Regions from separate parts of the Triticum aestivum genome. Here region 1 is linked to region 2. Evidence: chromatin contacts called from public Hi-C data. All regions are on one chromosome and are shown on one strand. Each heading gives the region's core, a stretch centred on a gene start, on an enhancer-like site or on the middle of the called end of the contact. The rest is flanking DNA. Distances are from core to core; before and after follow the strand shown. Region 1 holds the start of LOC123091476 (exocyst complex component EXO70A1). Region 2 holds the start of LOC123091475 (proline-rich receptor-like protein kinase PERK2).

Evidence for each region. Hi-C and Micro-C count contacts between places; a contact is called where the count stands out from the background.
Region 1: a contact with region 2 is called in a Hi-C map of leaf, with 5 times the contacts expected there. The contact joins the promoter of LOC123091476 here to the promoter of LOC123091475 in region 2. A contact is called at or near these places in 3 of 5 Hi-C or Micro-C datasets (all in leaf).

Annotation. Positions count from the first base shown.
Region 1 is chr4B:135,132,389-135,136,650 of IWGSC CS RefSeq v2.1, reverse strand. LOC123091476 (exocyst complex component EXO70A1) reads right to left here and starts at 2,095. Exons shown (of 12, transcript XM_044513005.1): 1 at 1,614-2,095; 2 at 1,408-1,503; 3 at 477-682; 4 at 140-370; 5 at 1-6. The coding sequence starts at 1,781.
Region 2 is chr4B:134,790,856-134,795,574 of IWGSC CS RefSeq v2.1, reverse strand. It overlaps LOC123091475 (proline-rich receptor-like protein kinase PERK2), which reads left to right and starts at 1,356. Exons shown (of 1, transcript XM_044513004.1): 1 at 1,356-2,464. The coding sequence starts at 1,661. The coding sequence ends at 2,248. LOC123091474 (two-component response regulator-like APRR3) reads left to right here. Exons shown (of 8, transcript XM_044513000.1): 7 at 1-354; 8 at 487-839. The coding sequence ends at 600.

The sequences.
Region 1 (4,262 bases), core at 846-3,345, 340 kb before region 2:
GATTCTCTGAAGAAAGAGGATAAATTTAACTTGACTTTGCACAAGGTGTTAGTAACTCAGGAGTCAGGAGACACTGGACGGAAATCAAGAAAGGAAGTAGAAAAAGGAAATAGATTTGGATACCATAATCCAAACCTACCTGTAAATTTTGTAGCATGACTGTTGATTTCCAGCCTGAACCAACTGCTGAGCTATGTCATTCATGAGTGGCAGTATTCTTGGAGGAACTAGTGTCGGGGTCTTGTATACAGCAGTTTCCAAGCCTTTGGATGGATGGTCAGACTGGTTAGCATTCTCATCCTCGTCGTCTTTTGATGGCCGCAGAGACTTGGGTAGACAATCAAAGAGACGATCGGGCTCAATTGGTTTGCTGAAAGAACAGATAAACCATCGTAGACAACATTTTTTTACTGACAATAAGAAATGAACATGAATGTAGTTCTGGCATGAGTCTGCAATAAGAATGACTATCTTACCTGTACGTACCCATCAGCTGCTTAAATTCTTCTTCAATCTTCAGAGAAGACTTCGCTAACAGACCATTGACGTGATTCAGAATTCCTTCACTGCTTCTGAAGTTCTTATTCGAGGAAAAGAAGCGGGAGATTCCTTTCAGCGTATCCACTGCCTCCAAGTAGCTCTCCAAATCCTCATGGGGACCTCTTAATATCGTTGCCTCGGCCTAAAGATTGAAAGCAATGTTTTACACAAAGTTAGTAAGTTCCCAAAAATCAAAGCCTTTGCAAACAATCATATTCGCATCAGCTCAGATAGCTATCATTTCCATTCCTCCTCTTTCTGCGAGAAATCGCTGTCATTTTGACATAACAAGATGATCTAGAAATGACAACTCTTGATAAGAGATGAAACAATCATCTACAGTGACCCAAATTAATGACCTAAAAGTGCCAAACTATATCACTCACCGGATCTTCCAAATCCAACAACAACAACAAAGCCTTTAGTCCCAAACAAGTTGGGGTAGGCTTTGGGTTTCATCTCCATAAGAGTGACTGAGTTTTTGCGTTGGCTCGCCAAGCCTATCACAACCCTCCTCCTTTACCCGGGCTTGGGACCGGCTATGTTGAGACAACAAAAATCCATATTTGTTTCAATGAACAAAAATGTACGAATGGTATTATCTTAATTAGGAATAAAGGAAAACCATATTTGTTTCAATGACGGCGGTGATGATTGCATTTAACATGGTAGTATACCCCACACAACGCATATTAAATACCGCAACAAATTTTAATCATTGCAACCACCAGGCGCTCATTCGGCACATTTCAATTCCCGAAAGATCCACAAGACGTCTTCCAAAAAAAAGAAAGATTGTAACAAATTGACCGCCACACATCCAGGTAAAATGTTTGAAAATTTTGCGGTGGGTCGATGTTCATGTACCCGACGGGTGAGGTCGAACTGGGCGAGGATGGCTTCGCCGGCCTTGAGCGTCTTGTCGATGTTCTCGTGCGCCATCCGGATCGCATGCGTCCTCACCTGCATTTCATTTCACCAGAGAAAAACGAACCAGGTCAGTCGAGCGGAGGCGAAATCGAATCAAACGGGGATGACTGGAATGTGGAGGAGGAGGGGACGCGCGGGGGGACCTGGGTGGGGCGCATGGCGGCCTCGAGCGCGGAGAGGCGGTGGTCGAAGGAGCCGAGGATGGCGACCATGCCGTCCGTGTTCCCCTGGCTCTTGTGCAGCGAGTCGCGCAGCATGGTCGCCCGCCGCGTCAGCGCGTCCATCGTCCGCGGAAGCGCCGACACCGCCATCTTCCCTCCCCGAAGCCTCCTCCTCCTCGCGGATCACGCGGTGCGCCCCTCCGCGCTCCGAGGCCGGCCTGGGAGATCTCGAGCGGGAGACGGGAAATGCGTGCGCTTCGAGAAGGGGGTCCCCCGAACGCGCGCCGTCCCCGAGGGAGATCCTTCTGGAAGCCTCCGGAAGGGCCGCGGAGGCTTTGAGGTTGGCGGGAACGGTGGAGAGGCGCGATTCGGTGGGCGGGGTCGTCGGCGACGACGTGGTTGTGTCGCCGCGGGGAGGAGGAGAAGAATGGTTCGAACGCCTCCCTCCGCTCCGAGATTCGGGCGCGTGTTGACCTGGACCGCCCGGACGGCGGGGATGGGCTCGGTGCACGGAGTGGGTCCAGGGAGTGGTGGTTAGCGGGCGCCGGTCGTTCGGGCGCGCCGAGAGCCGTGGCGGTGTGGACCGGGTAACCATGAGGACCAGCCTTTGCTTGTTTGCAGACTTGGAGCGTGAAGACAGTTCAGGAGCTTCAAATTGGCGACGCTTGAAACTTCCGCTTTTGACCTCCGTTCCTAAATACTCCCTCCGTCTTAAAATAAGACTCAACTTTGTACTAAGAATAGTACAAAGTCAAGTCTTATTTTGAGACGGAGGGAGTATAAGTCTTTGTAGAGATTTAATATGGACTACATACAAAATAAAATGAATGAATCTATACTAAGTATATCTATAAACATTCATACGTAACGAATCAACCTGTGGTTGAGTTGGTTAGGTGGACAGTGGTATCCCCAACCCACCAGGGTTCAAATCCTGGTGCTCGCATTATTCCTGGATTTATTTCAGGATTTTCGGCGATGCGCTTTTAGTGGGAGGAGACGTTCCCGTCGACGACGAGGCGCCTACGATGACTTCGTAAATCTCAAGATGATATGCCGGCTCAGTCTCTCGGAGGTGGTCATAGGGGTAGGGTGTGCGTGTGTGCGTTCATAGGGGTGAGTGTATGTGTGTGTATATGAGCGCTTGTGTCTGTACTGATGCTCAAAAAAAATATAAACATCCATACGTAGTCCATATTAAAATCTTCAGAAAGACTTATACTTAGAAACGGAGTGTGTGATTGTGTTATGTGGTATTTCACCTCTTTGGTTATCAGCCCAAGTAGGCCGCCCCAGGTCCCCTAGGCTGATTTGGATGGTCATGGGCTCTATAGAAAGAAGATTTGAGAAGTCTTGCTCTAGGAAAACACTAGGGCCCTAGTATCCTTTATAAGCCGGGGCTGAGCTAGTCGATACACCTGACATTTAGTTAGAATCCCTCCATTGTCACATGTACTTTGTACGCCTCTATACATCAATACAACATGACTAGAAGTTGGGTTTTTCCTTGTAAGGAGGGTCTGGTTATCTCCCTCTCATATGTGAGCAATTCCCCGTAGGCGTGGGAGATGTATGGGATTGACGAGATTCACTTTGTGCCTATTCTATATGTCGTCATGTGTGATAATAGTTCTATGATTGATGAGTAAGTTGTTTATCTGTGGCAAGCATACTGTGTCTTGTCCAATTTAAGAGCACATGCAACATGATTCGAAAACCTACGCATGTAAAACATATTGTTTAGTGAATTCGTGACTTTCAGGTGATATGTGTTGGTATCTTAGGACCTTAATTGCAGAGACAACCATGCTATGGCAACGTTGATGCAGGACAATAGGGGAGAACGATTTTGGCATGAAGGAGTTCGACCATTCAAGTATGAGCTGCCTACAGGAAAAATAACCTATGCGCTAGAATCACAATACAAGGTGACTGGTATTACTGTCGCTTTGGCACACTTGATGTACACCATGATCTGAAGTTTCTACGTGTCTAACCTCTTCATTGCTGACAACAAACTGTATACTTTCACTTGTTTTATTTATGTCTTTACTTTTAAGCTCTTTATTATTCTCACTGCAATCATGGTGGACTCGGTAGTGGCAAACCTTTGCGTCATTCTCCCTCCCGGGGGCGTTGTCGAGGAGCTTAGGTGTCATAGGGCGTAGCGTGGCGTTGTAATCAGTCCTTCCTGTGCTCTTTATAGTCGCGTGTCTTGCTTGTTTCGGCTATCTTGAGATCGGCATTGTTTGAAGACTATTCCACCATCTTGTATCATTCGGCCCGTGTACTTGATTCATTGTTGCTTTATATATAAAGCGGGGAGAAACCCTCAAACAACCACTCCAAGAGAGAGTGTTGGATGCACCAGAAAGCGGCAAATATGGCAAGAAGAAACAACGACGACGGATAAGATCCGCCCAATGACGACATGCAAGATCTGCCCAACGATGGTCAGAAGCCATATACACCCCATCCTACTCACCTCTTACCACGCGCCAAAGGACACGCCTAGTCGAAAGTTCATTCTTGAACGTAAACATGAACATAGAGTATGTGATGCAAGTGTTTAGGATCAAAAGATCCTATTGAATTGGGTAGGTTCTTTGAAAGTTATGGACAATTGAAGTT
Region 2 (4,719 bases), core at 107-2,606:
TACCATCAAAATCTTGGTAAACCGTCAGAGATTGATGAACACAGACAGCTAGAAGAAAATCAGCGGTTGCATCATTCAAGACAAATTCTCCAAGAATCAGGAGAACCTATTGACTTGTTGAGAGCTCATGCAGAGCGCAATAACCAGACTGCTAGTTGTAGCCAGGATATCCGTGGATGGACTGTGAGCGGTGAAACTGATACAAACACCAACACAATAATTGCCCCAGAAAGCGGCAACGAGAGTGGCATCCAGAACTTTGGTTACAACGGACTGGATAGTGATCGGTCTCGTCGTGAAGCTGCCTTGATGAAATTCCGCATGAAAAGGAAAGATAGATGCTTCGAGAAGAAGGTATTCTGTTTGACAAACCTAAATAGTCTTCAAATTCACAAATCATGTATGCGCACTTATATATTCTTTTCCGCAAACACTTGGTTTTTCTTACAGTTATTCCCTTTTATCTGTTTACCTTTCGCTCTACAGGTCAGATATCACAGCAGGAAGAAGCTTGCGGAGCAAAGACCAAGAATCAAAGGGCAGTTTGTGAGCCAAAAACTCAAGTCAGCTACAACAACAGAAGATGCGGAAACAGACTAGTGATGTCCATGACTGTACTTTTGATACTTTGCTTCCCAGCCGAGGGAGGGGCGTTTAAAGTATAACTGGTAAGAGTGAAAGGCTGGCAAAAGTTTTCCTTCCAGGGTTAGCCTTTTGTACAAGTGTTCCGTGTACTCCATTGTCGGTTGTTTATTGACATGGTTTGCCTGTAAAGAGTGTCGAATTGAAAATCCTCTGGGGGGATAGGAAATCAATGCAGATATTCAGATTTTCCGTCACATGTTTGTGGTGTGTTACATCCTTACAGTAGCTCTAGATTATACTCCCTCCGTCCGAAAATACTTGTCATCAAAATGGACAAAAAAAAAGATGTATCTAGAACTAAAATACATCTAGATACATCCCCTTTTATTCATTTTGATGACAAGTATTTCCGGACGGAGGGAGTAGTCAGTAAGCCTTGCTTCCTCACATGAGCATGCCCAATGTAATTATGCTTTCCCTTAGCTGTATTTCCTCCTCTATGTAAGATGATTGAAGGACATCCTGCCAACATTTTTCCTTTCATCTCAAACCCCTGTTTGAAAGGCGGGTTATCCTTTTCCCAGTTCTTGCTGTAATTCAACAGTTTCCTGTGGAACTGCTGCGGAACCTTTTGAGGCCATAATAGAGTAGCAACTCACCCGAGTTCTTTCTCCAACCAACCAGGCTTCTGCAGATGCTTTACCTGCCTTGCACTCTGCAAACCATTACACATGCACTTCTCAATCTACCAACCCTGGCACTCTTATCTTACAAAAGTTTCCTAGCACTTTTGAGCTCCATGAGACAAGGTATCAGTCACAAACATATATTACGGTGGCCGATTTCTTGAGACGGATCACTTGTTTGGTGCCAATCCAGGAGAGGAGCATCTTCTCTTTACACCCTGCTTCTCATATTCTCTCCCAGCTTGCACCTGAAGTTTCGCACATCTTCTCCTGCACTGCACTTCTTGGCTTATAAATCGGCAGCTCCGGCCCACAGGCAGCCGATCGCAGGAATCTCATTCCCCCACCGGCACCAAGCAAGCTCATGAGAGCAGTCTGTCAGGGTGGCAATGGAGGGACCAAGAGCGGTGGCGATGGTGGCGGTGATCGTCCTGGTGGCGTGTTGTGGTGCCCAGCTGGCTGTCGCCGGAGGTGATCAGGGCCAGCCGGCGGCGGGAGGGCCGGAGGCGAGCCTGCTGTGCATCAGCGAGTGCGGGACGTGCCCCACGGTGTGCACGTCGCCGCCGCCAGCTCCTCCTTCCCCGTCATCGTCATCGTCAACACCGTCTCCCTCGCCGTCATTGTCACCGTCAACACCGTCGCCTCCCTCGCCATCGACGTCGATCCTCCCGCTGTCCACGCCCCCACCGCCATATCTGACTCTGCTGCTCCCGCCGCCCCCGTCGTCATCGTCGACTGAGCCGCCCCCGTCCACGCCGTCGCCGACTCCACCGAAGAGCAGCGGCGGGTCTTCGTCGTCTTCCTCTCCCTCGGCTCCGTCCTCGCACGTCTCGTCGCCGCCGTCCCCGCCGTCGTCCTCGGCGAACCCGTACTACTACTTCTACCTCTCGGGGGGCAGCAGGAGCCGCGGCGCGTCAAGCGTCTACGCCGTCGTCATCGTCGCGCTGCTCCTGCCCGCCGTCACCTTTTGGAGGTGAGGTGTTGGGCTCCGTTGCGTCGCCGTGCCCATTCCGGTGAACTCTTCGTGTGTTTATAGTACACTACTGTCACTTCCTTTCCCTTTCCCTCGTCAGATTCAGAAGCTACCAGCACTTCCACTGTCTAGTAATTCCTTTTTTTTGTTGTAACTCTGTCTAGTAATTCGTTCCTGGTGTAATGGTACTGCTGATTATTAACTATTACAAGTGCATACAGTACTGTTTATTTTGGTCCTAATTAGTCCCTTTAGAGCATCTACAGCCGGACTTTGGAAATCCGACCCCTCAAACGCTCTCGCGTCCGCGGACACTAACCGATCAAGCCTCAAAACTCCAATCTCACAATCGAACACCTCAATTAGCATATCTCAAATTCTTACAAACCCATGCAACAACGTAAACGATGCTACATTGTTCGGATACTACAACATGCCATCAGACTACCAAAATTTGATATGTTTGACTATGATGGAGAAAATCATCCATGGCTGCCCCTGCCCTTCCCGGCGCCCTGAATGTCCTTCTCGAGTATAGATGATAGGCCTAAAGGGGATGCAGCATCATACGAACACGATGGCCTGGAACTGGAATGAACCGAGTGAATCGTTGCATAGTGCATTCGCAAAAAAAAAAACATGCATAATGAATAGGGACAGGGGAGATTATAATTAATTAACACATGGCTTAATTAAGCCATGACCACACTCTCGCCCCTAGTCTATGCTATCTTTATAAACATCATTGTGCGAAATCAAGGCTCCTCTAAAAACTTTGTGGTGCGACATTTCGTTAAAACTCCTTCAAACTCAATAAGAAAATAAGAAGAAAATGATAGAACATACAATGGCTATTGTCTCTTTTAACTTAATATGAGAAACCCATGGAGTTTAGAGGACAATAGTTATGCCGTATGAGGGAAACTAGAAAATACTCCCTCCGTTCCTTTATATAAGGTCTATGTTTGTCGATTTTTTTTCACAATGTAAGGTGCGTTTCTTTCTTTCTTTTAATTCCGTCTTTAGCCCTCCATAAAAAGGAAAGAATCTCTCCTCTAATTGCATCTATCTCTCATTATAGAGAAGAAAAGGAAAGTATCTTTCCCCCAATTGCGTGTATCTCTTCCTTTCCAAGTCTAAATGACTTACTTGCCGCTAATCATTGATTTAGCCAAAGTTAGTTTCGTCCAAAATTGTGTAAAATTATGTGCCTTGGTCACCGTGCCAAAAATTATACACCTTACATTAAGGAATGGAGGGAGTATGACAAATGATCTCATGTTGATATAACCTCATTAAAAATCTTGATGAGAACCTGTAAAGTAAACTCATAAAGAGGAAAAGAGTGTAATAGGATGCTTTAAACAAGAAAAGTTCAGTAAGATATTTCCCATGATTCTTGCAAACTTCAAAGTCGTCGCATACCAATTCCATGAACATTTTCTTGAAATGTAAAAGCTGGTAAAGCCTTCCTGAAAAAATCAGCTATGTCGCATTATTTGAATTACAAGATGGACGATATAGAGATATTGCTTACTACGTAACTTATTTGCATCTGGGCAACATAAGCAACATTATTTTGTAGATAGCGGTTAATGATTCAAAAGAACCAATGCTGTACGTGGTTTATCATTATGTACTTTCTCACTCCACGAATAAGTGTATGTTTGGCATTTAACTTCTTTACACAAAAGAGTGTACTTCTATCTTTCCAATGCACTTTAAAGTAGATCTAGAAAAATTGTTTCTCTCTCATCAGTCATCACATGGTAATCAAGACCAATAACATTCAACACATGGTATCCTCACTTTCTACATGCACTTAGCTCATTGCAGTGGAGTAACTAAAGAGGAGAGAGATGGTGGCTTGGACCTTCCCAATGCATTTTTTACTCCACTGCATAATCTGTCCTAAAATTTCTATATGTACACTTATCCATGGATGGAGGGAGTAAAGCGACAATATTACAAATGATGTCTTTTACTTTAGAATGATTGGTGGATGTAGCCTTTAAGATTTGTTTCGAAGACTTTTATGGCATGGCTATCACAACTAGTAGGAACACAAAGCTTGTCTATGACCTCATAGTGGACCCGACAATGGGACCTAATCAGTATATCCAATGATATTGGTCTCCAAATTTATCTGAAATTGAAAGATTAGGAGAAGATGTTTGACACCTTGGAGATATCAAAAAATATTCTTGAATCCCAACCAATTGTGTTTGGTGGATCCAATGGCTCTTAAATATGGAACCTTGGGTCCCAATATCTTATTTCCGGCTTCTCATTGTCTAAATGGATCTTTCTCCATGTCCATATATTGAACAACCACGATAGTTATAGACGGACAAGACTTGTCCATAATGAATCTTTCTCCAATATATTTTGGATATAGACAACATGGTGTACCCTAATACATGAGTGATGGTGCTAAAGTTGTAGTCTCAAGCAAAATTTGGCACTACCCTAAAT